Regions from separate parts of the Mus musculus genome. Here regions 2, 3, 4 and 5 are each linked to region 1. Evidence: chromatin contacts called from public ChIA-PET and promoter capture Hi-C data. All regions are on one chromosome and are shown on one strand. Each heading gives the region's core, a stretch centred on a gene start, on an enhancer-like site or on the middle of the called end of the contact. The rest is flanking DNA. Distances are from core to core; before and after follow the strand shown.

The links. Promoter capture Hi-C pulls out the DNA fragments that hold promoters and counts their contacts. ChIA-PET counts read pairs in DNA pulled down with a chosen protein or histone mark.
Region 2: a contact with region 1 is called in a promoter capture Hi-C map of cranial neural crest. The contact joins the enhancer-like site here to the promoter of Inf2 in region 1. A contact is called at or near these places in 2 of 39 promoter capture datasets (cranial neural crest and neural stem cells), 6 of 115 datasets of contacts at active chromatin or transcription factors (embryonic basal ganglia, embryonic forebrain, embryonic stem cells and 2 more) and 1 of 9 other capture datasets (adipose tissue).
Region 3: a contact with region 1 is called in an RNA polymerase II ChIA-PET map of memory CD8 T cells, with 11 read pairs. The contact joins the promoter of Nudt14 here to the promoter of Inf2 in region 1. A contact is called at or near these places in 2 of 115 datasets of contacts at active chromatin or transcription factors (memory CD8 T cells and pancreatic cancer cells).
Region 4: a contact with region 1 is called in a promoter capture Hi-C map of liver, with 7 times the contacts expected there. The contact joins the promoter of Aspg here to the promoter of Inf2 in region 1. A contact is called at or near these places in 11 of 39 promoter capture datasets (3T3-L1-derived adipocytes, cranial neural crest, embryonic stem cells and 5 more), 1 of 484 Hi-C or Micro-C datasets (liver), 6 of 115 datasets of contacts at active chromatin or transcription factors (embryonic basal ganglia, embryonic hindbrain, embryonic stem cells and 2 more) and 3 of 9 other capture datasets (embryonic stem cells, liver and pancreatic islet).
Region 5: a contact with region 1 is called in a promoter capture Hi-C map of neural stem cells. The contact joins the promoter of Btbd6 here to the promoter of Inf2 in region 1. A contact is called at or near these places in 1 of 39 promoter capture datasets (neural stem cells) and 1 of 9 other capture datasets (adipose tissue).

The regions. Positions count from the first base shown.
Region 1 is chr12:112,587,487-112,590,186 of GRCm38.p6, reverse strand. It overlaps Inf2 (inverted formin, FH2 and WH2 domain containing), which reads right to left and starts at 1,403. Exons shown (of 23, transcript NM_198411.2): 1 at 1,292-1,403.
Region 2 is chr12:112,162,016-112,164,715 of GRCm38.p6, reverse strand. Kif26a (kinesin family member 26A) reads right to left here. Exons shown (of 16, transcript NM_001097621.1): 4 at 1,175-1,365. Among named protein-coding and RNA genes, the nearest start is that of Kif26a, 17 kb to the right of the region's middle. Within about 2 kb of position 1,300, at least 44 of the 459 cell types and tissues checked have an H3K27ac peak or open chromatin away from gene starts, as enhancers often do. A contact at or near this core is called in embryonic forebrain, embryonic stem cells and neural stem cells, where this site is marked.
Region 3 is chr12:112,940,738-112,943,437 of GRCm38.p6, reverse strand. It overlaps Nudt14 (nudix (nucleoside diphosphate linked moiety X)-type motif 14), which reads left to right and starts at 1,296. Exons shown (of 5, transcript NM_025399.4): 1 at 1,296-1,447. The coding sequence starts at 1,367.
Region 4 is chr12:112,105,267-112,107,966 of GRCm38.p6, reverse strand. It overlaps Aspg (asparaginase), which reads right to left and starts at 1,284. Exons shown (of 15, transcript NM_001081169.1): 1 at 994-1,284. The coding sequence starts at 1,075.
Region 5 is chr12:112,975,175-112,977,874 of GRCm38.p6, reverse strand. Btbd6 (BTB (POZ) domain containing 6) reads right to left here and starts at 1,312. Exons shown (of 4, transcript NM_201646.2): 1 at 893-1,312; 2 at 726-816; 3 at 504-622; 4 at 1-371. The coding sequence starts at 1,269. The region is part of intron 5 of Brf1 (BRF1, RNA polymerase III transcription initiation factor 90 kDa subunit); the gene reads left to right.

The DNA.
Region 1 (2,700 bases), core at 154-2,653:
ACAGGTGTCCCCATCACCCACCATCCTGCAATTCTCCTGCCTCCTCCAACAGCTTTCATAAGCCTGAAAACTTTCCCCTGTAACAAGTGCACTTTGGTAGAAGGTGAACGAGTCTATTTAAGGTAGGTGCTTTCAGGTCTCAGCACAGCGAGATGGGTGCAATTAGCTAGACAGCCATCAGCACCCCCACAAAATGAGGGGCCTCAGCTGGAGGTTAACCCCTCAGGAGCAGAACCCTTGCCAACAGCCTGCTTGGGTACCAGGGAGGGAAGCTTAGAGACCGCCAGGAAAAGGTAGGAAGGCAGAGCCAGGCAGGGCAACTCCTACCTGGTCCTAGGGGGACCCCCAGCTAGGTCAACTTGCACAGCTGCTCCCCAACCAATGGGTTGGGACAGGGAGAAGCCTTAGTCTCCAGCCTTGGAACAAACACCTTTTTTTTTTTTTTTTTTTTTTTTTTGCTCTAGGGGTTACAGTGTCTGCTTCCCAAATGCCCCCTGCCCTGGGTGACACCCTGAAGGGATACAGTCTGAGACACTCTCCTCACCCTTCAAGTTTAGAGAAGGAATTGAGGCCCAGAGAGGACGGGTAAGGAGGGACTTCCCAACTCTGGCTTCGACCCGGGCGTGCAAGCTTTAGAGTGGGTGCACTGACCTGGAGCCCAAGGCAGGAAGGAGCAGGGTCATTTTTGCCGCTGACTCCTGGTGTGTCCAACCTGTCACCGTGTGCCACCGGGCACTGAGCGGTTAGAAGACGGGACACACGGGCCCATAGACGGCTCTCCATCCCATAGTCCTCTAGGGAGTCCACCAAAGCATAGTTGGGCTTTCTGCTAAGATCACCTTCATTCCCAGCGTCCTTGCCCAGGAGGAGGGTAGACAGGGGTAGCCACAAGAAACAGAGCTGTGTCACTCTCTCAGGTCTGCCTTAGCCCACCGGCGGCGGGCATCTTTAGAAGCTAGCTGTCAGGGCGGGGCCGCAAGCTCGCCCTGTGCTATCCCGGAGGCGGACCTCCAGTTGAAGTTTATTTTCTCAACTGTGGCTGATTCATGGTCAGGATGTGGTAGCCGCAAGGTGGGGGAACTCCTCCAGTCCGACCCGGAGCAAACACCCTATGAGCAGTGAGCATCATCTCCATATCAGCCCGTAGTCGAGGGCCAAGAGCGCGGGACCAGGTTCTTGGCCACCTTGGTGCACACGCGGCAGTCCGCTCCTCAACCCCAACCATTTCCCTCACTGCCCCCAGACTCGGTTTCCCTCTGCGTTCCAGGCTAGCCCGAAGCCGCGGACTTACCGGGTGGGGGTACAGCCGAGAGATGGTGCAGAGTGCTGTGTCCCGGCGCCGGAGCGTCTGGGGCTGCGGGCGGCGGCCTCGCGGCTGCTTTCCGCACAGTCTAACCGCGCTCGCGGGCCGGGCGGGGCTGGAGGGAGGAAGGGGAGGTGCGGCCCCACCCGGCGGCGGCCACGTGGGGGGCGGTGCTGCCCGGGGCGGGGCGGGGTGGGGTCTCCAAGGAAGCCCTGCCCACCCGGGTCTGGCATCTCTGCGGGGGCGGAGAGATGAAAAGGAATGGGACATTCCGGGACTCTCTAGAGACCTGCTGGGAATGGCCCTTTTGCCTCCGACCTCACTGTCAGTTCCCGCCCAGGCTCCCTAGCACGTTCCTTATCTCTCCCCTACGCTGGCCATCTGGTGGACTCACGAGTTGGTCAGGTTCTCCACCACCTCTGGTCCAGCTCTGCCTCCCACACGGGAGCCCTGCTGTAGGCTGCTGATCTTGAGAGTCCTCCGATGTCCCTACCTTCATCCTTTTTTCACTGGAGGTAGCTATTTCCAGTTTCTAGCTCTGTCCTGAGGACCTGCTGAAGTGCTCTCCCTGGCCCTAGCCTGGGCTGTGCGCCCTCAGTTTCTCCAGCTTGAAGTTGTACCTTTAAAAGGTTTATGAACGTGAATAAAGGGTCTCCACTTACTTGAGCCTTGAATCTTCCAAGCTGGGTGGAGGGCATGTGGCGGGTGGGCAGAGTGAAGGGCTCTGGATCTCCTGTAGCCATTCTATCCTGGACACAGCATCATGCTTGGGGGTTTATGTGCTCTTCTGCCACATGGGATTAAGCACAGCCTTGGCTGCCTGTAAATGTCCATCTCAGTATTCTGTGCCCCCTGCTCGGCCCTATCATCTCAAGCGCAGGGCCAAAAGCAACCTTTGATAGCTAGCCAGTGTTGGGATGGCCCCAAAGTGCTTGGTGTGCACCGCCAAGGCAGGTGCTGACTGGCTCTTGGACACTGCCCAGCCTGGGATGTAAGTCTTGGCCGTTCCTGTAGTGGGACTCAGCTGTTCTTAGAATGCACAGTCCCTGCAGCCACCAAATGAGCCACTCAGCCCCACTAACGCTCAGCACAGAGACCTTCTGTCTGGGCTGCAATTCTGGTTACCCAACATCACCTAGGTCTGGTGGCTCCTTCTGGGAAGGGGTCAGCAAGGTTTACTCACTCTGTCCTGGGCCTTTGGTCAGAGGGTGTGTTTATTTACCCAAAAGGAGGAATGTGACTATGGCCCCAGCCTGGAGGACTGTTGGCCTCAGCCTGTCACCATCCCTCATTCCCTCATCCCCCCATGAGACCGCAGTGGCTGTGTTTGGGAACTGTGTCATCTTTCCAGGTTCTTCTGCAGTGGCCCTGAGGGAGGTGCGGCCCTGTTGGAGCTG
Region 2 (2,700 bases), core at 51-2,550, 430 kb after region 1:
GGGTGTTGCTCAGGCAGAGGAACCTCCACAGCCTGGGATGAGACAAAAGGCAGTCAGCAGCTGCTGCCTGCAGCCGGGCAGGGTGGCTAATGAGCCAGTGAGAGGGGGCCACACATACCACACACGCTGTGTCAAGACCTTCCTCAGGCACCTCAGAATCAGGGTGCCAGGTGGTACCCAGACTCAGGACCTACAACCATGTAAACACTTTTCAATAGATTTGAGCATTTCAAAACCTCCTACCTAGTACCAAGCCAGGAGTGTAGCTACACACCGGCCACCAAATCCTCAAAGCAAAGGCCCTTGAAATCAGGACTGAGCAGGATAAGGACATGGCCAGATATCAGCCCCTCGTGCCCAGCCCCCTAGACCCTACCCTGACTGCTGCTGGCACAGGGAGGTTCCCAGACAGGCTGTCCCCATCTAGGCAGCTTGTCTGCATCTGGCTGGGTTGGTTGCTGAGGCCACATCAGTCACAGGAGGTCGTGCGCACTGCACTGTAGCATTCATCAGCCAGCCCTGACAATGCCCTAATCACATGCCCCGTCACGCCCCCCATCAGGCCCTCAAGTCCCCCCGGACCAGGGCTGATAAGACAGCCTCTGCACACTGCCCAGCGTGATACAGACAAGCTTATCAGCGCCCATTCGGGCTGCTAATGGGACAGTGACCCCCAGCTGGCTGCCATTACCTCTCATTATGGCGATTACATCCTGTAATCCCTGTTCCCTCAGGCTGTGGATGAGGGTAGGACTCCAGCCTTGGGTCTGCAGAACCAGAGGCTTTGCCTTGGAGCCAGGGAAACTCTCTCCAACCCATGCACTGGCCAGGCTCCCCCACCCACCCGCTGGCCAAACTCAGGAAGAGGGGGTCCTGTTCTCACCCTGAAGTACTTCTTTCCCTCTGGCCAGACGACCACAACCACACCATCTTACAACCTCAAGACAGGCATCCGGGAGGGGAGGAGTCAAACCCCAGCCTCTTCACATCTATGCACCCAAACTGTGGGCCCTAGACAGGTACCCTTGAAAAGTGTCCCAGGAGGCCAGCCGGGATTCTCGAAGCTCCCACTCTTCCATCAACTGAGCCACAGTTCTTTCTCCCAAGAACAGACAGATCAAGGCCTCCATTCTCCAACAACATGCTGCAGCTTGTGTGACCCCAGAGGACCTACCTTATAAAGAAAGAGGCCGCTGCAGACGGGCCTGTGGAACCCCCTGCTGAGGTGCCTGGGGCTGGGGTAACCAGGGCTGTAGTGCATGCTGCCCCTCGGCCCCACGCCTTCGACATACGTTCAGGGCCTGCTGCTGGAGCACAGTCTCGGACAGTGTCGGCCACAGCCACCGCAGCTACAGCTGCCTCAGCCTGGAGGAAGGAGAAATCCGCGTGAGGAACAGGCAGGTGACAGACCCATCACCCCAGGCTGAGTACCCTCACTTGCAAAATCCTGCCTATGTGACTGGAAATCACAGCCTAGAGACCTGGAGCCTGCACTAAAGGCCTAGCCTCCAAGGCAATCTACCAGGACTCCTGTCCCCAGCTCAGGGCATGTGACAGGTCTACCCCAGCCACGGAGGAAAATGCAGACCCCACCTGGGGCTGACTCTACAGCTTTTCTCAAGTCCTGGAGTGACCGCAGAGGTCAGGCAGACAGACCTCTTCTGGCCCTCATCCCTGGGCCATCTGGGAGCACCCAAAGGTACAATTACGCAAGGCACCACAATAAATATTTGGCATGAGAGCTAATTGTCCCCCCATATGATAACGTATGACACTCCACTATCTGAAATACAACTCTGGCATTTCCAACTAATTAGCTAAAATAAATTCTAGAGAGGGAGAGGCCTCAGCACGGTGCACAGATATAATTAAATGTCCCCAGGACAGCTTTCACATGCTGTTTACTAGCCCCTCGGGCTCTGGGAGCAGAGGGGACTCAAGCCCTAGCAGGAAAGGACAGGCAGCTGGTCTCTTCCAGAAAGCCCCAGGCCCCTAGAGCTCCAAAATACCCTCTCCACTTTGACAATATGGCCTGTGTCCCAGATGACAGAAGCCTGGGATCCCCAGGCTGAGAGGGCACAGGTGACCCTGGGATGAGCTCAGATATTACCAGGGTCTCTCAACGGATGCAGCCCTGAGACCAGGTGTGGTACCTCTGTAGAACGAGCCACCATGTACCCAGAGACCTTACCGCAGCAGGGCAGTTACCGTCCTTACAGCAAAAGCCTCACCCTGCTCAGCCCCTGAAGGACCCAGCTTCGAAATCCCAGACAGGGGATGGGACACTCTCTGCCTGTGAAAGCCCCAAGCCCAGCCCATGCTTTGAGCCAGTGCCAGCCCAGCACCTTCCTAGTCCCCAGCAGCACCCAGTACCCCAGGACTTGAAAGATCCATAGCTGAGCTTACCGGACACTGCACCAAACATTAATCAACTGCAAGTATAGGTGTATAGGACAACAGTCCTAAACATGCCTCAGAATCCAGCCTGGCCTGCCCTCTTCTCTGATCCACTCCCTCACCCCCACTGCTTAGTCCGGAAGACTGGCCTAGGAAAGAGTCAGTGTACACGCTGTAAGGCTGATGATCTGTGGTCTGGGTCCTTTGGAGCAGAGCCTGATTTGACTGAGCATCTACTGGACACAGCAGCCAGAGCCCAGGGTTAGAAACTTGGGGAGGAGGAGTGCTCAGCCCACAGTTAAC
Region 3 (2,700 bases), core at 47-2,546, 350 kb before region 1:
ACGGGGTCTTTGGAACTCCAGGAAACGGCTTGCCGAACACAGAGATGGTTTCTCTAAGTCTTGGGCATTGGCAGCATGGTGCCTTCCCACCTCACCCCACCCACTTTTGACAAACCCCTCTCCATCCAGGCTCCTGCATTGCTCCCATGGGGACAATGATCAGCTATCTAACAGTACCACTCTGGGCCCTGGCCAAAGCCCCTTGGACAGACATATTTCTTGCTCCTGCACACAGGTAGCCCTTTCCTGTGGCCCAGGGATCCCAGAAACTCTACTCACCTCAGTTTATACTAACATTCAAATGTGACTTTCCCCCTACAATGATCTGTAGAGTTGTGGGGGCTTTCTGTTTTCCTCTCAGGCAGGCCCAGTGAGCACAGGTAGCCCCCGGCCAGTGACACTGGGCCCTTTAACATCTTCCTTTGCCTGAACTACTGGTTATAGCAGTGAGAACTCTGTGACTGGTCCCTATTGTCTACACACACTCTAGGGAGAAAGTCTGCCAGGAGGCCTCTGAAATAAAGGAAGACACCTGAGGGCTTTGGTTTCGGGGACTAGAGGAGCTCTTGGTTGATAGTCACTCTGACCTCCAGGACACTAGGTGGCCAGGCCAAAGCCTGGAAAGTTCAGTACTTTAGGAGAGGGATGTGTGTGTGTGTGTGTGTGTATGTGTGTGTGTGTGTGTGTGTGTGTGTGTAGTCTTTAAGAATGGCTCTCTGTGAACCATGTGTCCCATATAGTGAAGTCCTCTCTCCTTGAATCTAGAGTGGCCTGGAACTTTGGATGCATCTGGATTGACATAGTGATGGAGCAGATCTGGGGCCCTGAACAGCTGTTGTGAAATGTGTGCAGCAACATGGCCTTTGTGAAGAACAGAGACAGGAAGTCGCACTTTCTCTCAAACAGGGTCAGGTCAGCCTCTGTGTGGCTAGTGCTCTTCCCGGGGCCTTCCTTCACCAGCCTTTTCTCTTCAGATTTGTCTTCTATTCTCCCCTTCTGTACGCTTCAGTGGGGGCCCTGGCTCCCCAGACTTGGGAAGGGGGTGAGTTTGTTGCTAACCCCGGCCAAACAGACTCCCGCTCAGCTGACCTACCCCGGTGATCCCCTCTGATTTCCACCCGTTGGAGGCTTCATATACTACGAAGCCCTCTCCACCCTACTCAGTTCGCTTCCCCTTTATGCTGGCTTGGGGACTTGTCTGAAAGCGCCTCCCTCGCGCGCAGCACTCCCGCAGGTGCTACCTGGACTCTGTGGCCCGCCCTCCGCCCCGCCCCCCGGCCCGCCCCGCGTGTGAACTGGGCATGCCCAGAAGTGCGTAGACGCGCCCGCCGGCTTCGATCCGCGGAAGAATCTGCTCTGCGCCACCATGGAGCGCATCGACGGGGTGGCCGTGGGCCTCTGTGCCCATTCGCCCTACCTGCGGCCTTTCACGCTGCACTACCGCCAGGTGATCCGCCCCACTCGCGTGTCTCCGCGCTCTCCCCCCGCCCCCCGCGTTGCGGCCCCGGCCCCGCCCCCCGAGCTCACGACTCCGCCCTGAGCGGATTCTCAGAGCTTGAGCTCCGCCCTCCTGCAGTCCTGACGGCCAGTCGGTCAACCCGGAATGGCCAAGGAAGGACATGCAAAGAGAATCGCTCTTTCCTGAGGAAGATTTGACTGGCCCTCCATTTCTGACCGCCCATCGATACTTTTATGCAGTTAGACCCATTGATTACTCTGGGTATCAGGGCAGGAAAACTCTTGGATCAGGGCAGGAAGAACTCTTGGGGAACCCCACAATTGCAGATACCCTCCTTGCGCCTTCTTTCTAGCTCCTCCTTCAAGCCTTAACAGAAAGTCTGCTGTCACGAAGAAACCTCTTCAACTCAGTCTTTCGCAGCTCCCAGGTGTCTGTCTCCCAGAACAACAGGGCCATACATAGCTATCTCACATGACACCGTTGGGCACCTAGTAGGCACACAGAAAACATTTGTTGAACCTACTTGCTGCCTCTTCTCTTTCGTCTTACCCCATGGTCTTCCTTCTCCTCTACCCTGCATGGCCCTGTCTAGTAGGCCCCTGGCACGTTGCCCATTTCCATTCTCTATGCTGTCTGATACACAATTTTCCTGACCTGATCAATGTAGCCCTGACTGGGTTTCAGCTTAGATCAGACCGCCCAGGGCTTGGCGTTTGCCCAGCTCTCCCACTCCATTTCTCTCACCAGTGTTGTGGCCTCCAGCCTGCAAATTCCCTTGCCTCTGGTGTGTCTGCTGTGTGGAGGTCCTTTCCACCTACCCACTAGGCTAGGGAATTCTTCTCCCAGAGTGCAGTGAGGTAATACAGGCTTGAGGGAGCAACTGGGTTCAGTTGAGGAACAAAGGGTAGAGACACGGGGTGTGTGTGGGGGATCACACTTCTTTTCCCTTTCCTCGGCTGGTGACATGGGGTAGCCATGTGGCTCTTTCATACCCAGGACCTGGGGTTCTGGTGGGCTGTGGACGGTCCAGGCTGGTTCGTTCGCCCTCACTTCCTGGGAAGTGCTGTGGGGTGGCTTTACAGCTTTGGCTGGCATCCCACCAGCACATTTCCGCTGATGGCATTGGTAACCAGAGCTCAGTTGAGCAGGCAGCGGCCCGCCATAGCCATAGTCATAGCTGGGAGGGGGGTGGGGGTTGGGGTGGAGGGTAGGCAGCATTTCCTCGGGAACTGAAGGATACT
Region 4 (2,700 bases), core at 35-2,534, 480 kb after region 1:
CGGGGACATCCAAGGGGCACGAGGCACAGTGTCACCACAGGTGGGACTGTGCGCAGAGTCCACTGGTCCCTTAGCTTGGGCCACACCAATTAGGTTCAACAGGACTGAAGTCGCCCAAGTGTCAAGCCGAGAGGGGAAGAGTCCAGGTGGGACAAGGTCCCGGTGCATAGGGCCAGTCCCTGTTCTAGGCAGTTCTGAAGCCTCCTCTCTAAGCTGTGTGCTGGGTTCCTCTCTCCTTTCCTCACACTGCACGTCCTGGTCTGGCCACACTTCTTCCTCAGCCCAGCAGCCACTCCTTCCAGGAGCCTGTGTTCTCAAAGGAGCCCTCAGAGAGTGGCCCCACTACAACCCAACAGCACACACGGTGCCCACTGCAGTAACTGACCCGCTAGCGTTCAGCTTCTTAATGGGTGCTGTTGCTTTGTCATCAGTCCAGTGAAGGCTAAGCAAATTGGCCACGACCTCACCTGCTAGTGGGGTGTCCCCGGGGGGCATTCCCCAGGTTGTCTCGACCAGAGGCAGCAGAATGTGTCAGAGGACAGACTTCCAAGCCCCTGACCCTGGTGCCCAAGCTCCTTGAGCAACCAGCTTGGCCCTCAGTTTAGGAAAACTAAAGGTTCTCTGCAGGGAGAGAGCAGGCAAGCAGCTCTGCCTGAGGCAGTGTTAGTCCCTCAGAGGAAGCTAGCTCACCCTAAGGGCTTTCATAGGCTAGAAGGTGTGGAATGTTCCAGCATCCTTCCCAGCGCCCCAGGCACAGAACAGAGCAGCCTTCCATGGTCCCTCCTCCCCCCATGAGTCTCATGGCTTCAGGGATAGATAACTTCAGGTCAGGAACATTTACTCTGCCCCTCACCCTTTCTAGGGCCGGGGCTCCAGCCACCAGAGCTCCCAGAGGAGAAAGGGTCCTTTCTCCCCTTTCAAGAGACAGCCCCAGAGTTCCCAGTGGCCCAGCCCTGAGGTTGTTCTGCTTAGGGCGTGGGGACACAGACTTACCTCCGCCTTCGCTCCGCATGCCGATGGTGCCGCCAGTGTAAATGGCCAGCAGCCGCCGCTCTGGTCCCATAGCACGCGCCATGGCTGAGACAGCTGGCTCCTCAGTGGGGACAGAGCCAAAGGGAAAACAAGACCGGGAAGCGGAGGGGACTGCAGGGTGGGGCTTACTGGAGGTCTGGGGCTCCTCTGGTTGGTGGGAATTGAAGATCCAAGGTAGGCTGGACCTCGGGGTGTGGAGGAGGAGTCACCTTCAAAGTAGAGAGCGGGACACTTGGACTCTTGTAAAGGGCAGGAAGAATGTCTGCTAGGGATGGGCTGAGACCATAGGAGGGTGGGGCCTCAAAAAGGGGCGGGTTTTCTGGGTTTGCCTTACCTAACTCAGGCCAGGGACCTCCAGAATGCCCAGTCAGGGCCACTCTCCAGTCCCAGTCTAGACACTCTCCACAAACTCCTTGAGTCTCTGAGGGTCCGGTCTCACTTGTGATCTAGAGGCACCAGGAGGGCAGGGAAATGCAGGAGCAGGGTCTTAAGAGCTAGGAGATCCTGATGCAGAGATAGCACACCTACTGTGTTCCTGAACTTGGAGCAGACCCAGCCCTTCAGAGGGAACTGAGCACCATCTCCAGAAATGTCCCCTCCCCAGAAATGTCCCCTCCAGACTACTTTAGGCAAAGGTGGGGCTGTCTCAAAAGGGATGGTGGGCAGCGATCCCCTGCCCTGATTACTTGCTGGGAGCTCAGGCCCAGAGGTTGAGAGTTAAAGATCTCAGTGGCACAGGTTCAGAGCCTAATTGAACCTCGTGGGGTGGGGGTGGGGGTGGGGACATGATGTTTTGCTATGTCTTTAGTCTCTCTGTTTTTTGAACACCCAAATCCAACCTATAATAGCACCCCTGGAGACCCTACTTATCCCCTTGTGCATCTCCTTCAATACTGATCTGTCACCCAGGACAGACCCCACCCTGTTAACACAATTTGACTTACAAACCCAGAATACCAAGTCTGACTAGGAGCAGGCCATCTCTGCTGATATCCCAGCTCAGAAGCTAAAGCCACGAAGGAACCAGGAGGAGTCAGCGGTCAAGTTCTTGTTCAGGGAACTCAGCTCTTGTTCTTCTTGAGTTTGCCCTCCAGAGACAGGATGGCAAGGGGTTAAATGCTATGGTGGGGACAGTAGCGGCTGTAAACAGGGCACAAAGAAGGTGATAGTGCTTCCACAGGTGACCAAGGTCTCCGTGTAGAGCTGCCATGGTGACAGAGTCAGGGCAGAATGGGACAAACATGTCAGGCAGTATGAGCAGGTACCCAGGTCTAAGGCTAGAACAACACTGGCTGGTATTTGCCAACTTGACACAAGCTAGTCATTTGGGAAGAGGGAACCTCAACTGAGAAAAGGCTTCCATACAACTGGTGTGGGAGGGGCCACCCACCGTGGGTAGTACCACTCTTAGGCAGGAGGTCCTGGGGGTACATAAGAAAGCAGGTTGAGAAAGCCATGAGGAGCAAGCCTGTAAGCAGCACTCCTCCATAGCTTCTGCGTCAGTTCCTGCCTCCAGGATCCTGCCTTGTGGCAGTCTAAGTTGTGGAAGCATAAGCCAAATTAACCCTTTCCTCCCTAGTTACCTTAGGGCATGGTGTTTCTCACAGCAATAGAAGCTCTAACTTAAAACACAAGAGCACTCACGGGGTGGGGTCACTGGCTCAGGAG
Region 5 (2,700 bases), core at 63-2,562, 390 kb before region 1:
GGAGGCCCTGTCTCTTACATTCTGCCTCAGCCCAGTTCAGGACGGCCTCGAAGACCACAGCCTCCTTGGTATTGAGGGCCTCCCTGGTCACAATGATCTCCAGTGTCTGCCGGTCAATTTCACAGAAGCCTTCAGACCTCAGGGCCATTTCAGCTTGTGCATCAATGACTTCCCAGCATCTCTGGGTCAGTTCAGGCTCCTCAAACAGTCGGCTCTGGGACAGCAGGACACAAGCATTTTTGGCTTCCAGACTTGTTTCCAGAAAGTTGACGCAGGCCTTGGCCAGGGCAGGCACGATGTACTTCTTAGCAGCATACAGAGTGGCAAGCACTGTGTCCGCCTCCAGGTCGATCTCATCGCTGTACATGTACCTGCGTAAGGCAGGGGCTCTCCTGGGGAGCTGCAAGGGCTCCCCTGCACAACCTCTGGGGTTGTAGCAAACAGGTAGGGGACCATTGGAAGGTAACCACCCCATCCTTCCAGACCCAGCGCACAGCACTTACTTTAGCAAGACCAAGAAGGCAGCAGGCTCCACATCGGGAATGTGGATTTCTGACTTCACTTCCGCAAGATCCCCGTAGAACATGGCATAGAAGACGGAGCTGCCGACAGCCAAGACATACTGTGGATGAAAGAAAACCACCTGAGCTACAGGGCAGTAAACAAGGTCCAGGGAGACGCACCTAGCCAGGCCCACCAGGGGACAGGGCTGCGCCCTTACCCACCTTGTGGGCGGGCACACGCCTGGCAGCCCCCAGAGCCCCCACGATGAAGTGGACGTCAGCCATCAGCTCGTTGTTGAACATGAGCGCATTCCTGCAAAGGGCAGAGGCACACGGGCTGGAACGGCGCGCGCCCGGGCTCCAGAGCCCGGGGGCGGGCGGCGGCTCACCTCTCGCGCAGCGTAGGATGGAAGGACTGCCAGTTGGGGCTCTCGGGATTGTTGTTGTCTGGCAAGGGCGGCGCGGGCAAGGGCGGCAGCGGGGCGGGTGCCAGGCAGGGCGGGCAGCAAAGCCCGACCTTCGTGCTCTCGGCTGCGCCTGCCGCGTTGCTGTTGGCGATGTCGGTGGCAGTAGCTGCAGAGGGACTGGCGGGCGGGTACAGTTCCGCGGCCATCTTCGCTACTGCCGGGGCGGGCTCCGCACTGGTCGGTGCTGCGCCGCGCGCCTTCGCGCCGCGACGGGGCCTGGGAAACGGCTCTGCGAGCACCAGCAGGGAGGTTAGGCACTGCGCCACCCGCCCATGCAGGCAGGCGAGCGGCAGCAGCATGGGGCCACGCCGGCCCTGCCCGCTACCCACCCGCACCCCACACCCCTCACCGAGCCCGCGGCTCGGCCGCAGGGGGCGCCGTCCCGCCCGTACCCACTGCTGCGGCGCCGGCGTCTCTCGTCACTGTGCGTCAAGACGCGACTCCTCGTTCCAGGGCCCCGCCCCTGGGGGAGGTGTTGAAGCTCCGCCCGGGTGCCCAGGTTTAAGGGCGAGTTGTGGTTGCACCTTCTATCACTCAGAAATGAGATTTTTTTTCCAACAGCTCAGGCTTTGAAAAATCACCTGACCCAGCTAGCTTTTCTTCGTGGAGGAAATGAGTCTCTAACGCAAGGCTTGATCTCCCTTTTTGTGTACAGCTTCTTTAACAGAGCACAAAGTCAAGGGCAGTACACCTGTTATGTCGGAATTTCTTTTTCTGTCATGAGTCTAGACCTCATGTGCCACAGGGTGACCTCAAACTTTCTACATAGACCTTCCTTTCTAAGTTGACTACTCCAATGGGTTACATTTTGTTTGCCAGTTTATCCAACCGTGTATATATCAACTCTATATCCCAGTTGTGCTGACCATAGGGAGGCAATTTTATCCTTTCCAGATCCTAATTGCAATTCTTTGGGTCTTTATCCAGAAGTGAGATGATTGGATAAAATGGTAGCTCTTGATTTCTCATTTTTATTTTATGGATGTGGATGTTTTGCCTGTACCTGGTGTTTGCAAAGGCCAGGAGAGGCTGTTGGATCTCCTAAGACTAGAGATACAGATGGTTGTGAGCTGTGAGCTGTGGGTAGATGGGTGCTGGCTCTTCAGCAAGAGCAATAACCACTCTTAAGCACTGAGTCATATCCAGTGCTTCGTGCTCCCCCCGCCCCTTAGGTTTTGAGACAGGGATTTTCTGTGTAGCGCTGACTGTCCTGGAGCTAGCCTCAGATCTGCCTGCCTGCCTCCTGAGTGCACCATCACTGTCCAGATACAGTTACTTGTTTGAGCAAACTTTGCAATGGCCTTTGTTCGTGCTTGTATTATTTATCAGTCCTCCACAGCGTGCACTGCTCTTTTCCCTCATCCTGGGTAAACCTTGTTATAATGTTCTGGGTTTTATAGAGGCTATGCTAGTGGATATGAGGTGGAATCTTGATTGCTGATGTCAACCTTTCTGTGTTTCTTGGTCATTTGTATATCTTCTTGGAAGAAGTACCTCCATGAGTCGTTTGCCCACTTTCCAATCAGTCTGCTTCTTCACTGCATTGAGCTCAGTCTTTAGGACAGATGCTTTCTCCCTTTTTTGTGGTTGTCTTGACTGGACAGACTCCTTTGCTGCATTGATTCTTTGCAGTCTGAAGTTACTATGTTTGTCTGTTTTTGCTTGTGTTAAATCATTGCTCTGTGTTCTCCATGGTTTTGCTATTGGTGGTGGTTGTTGTTATCTTTTTA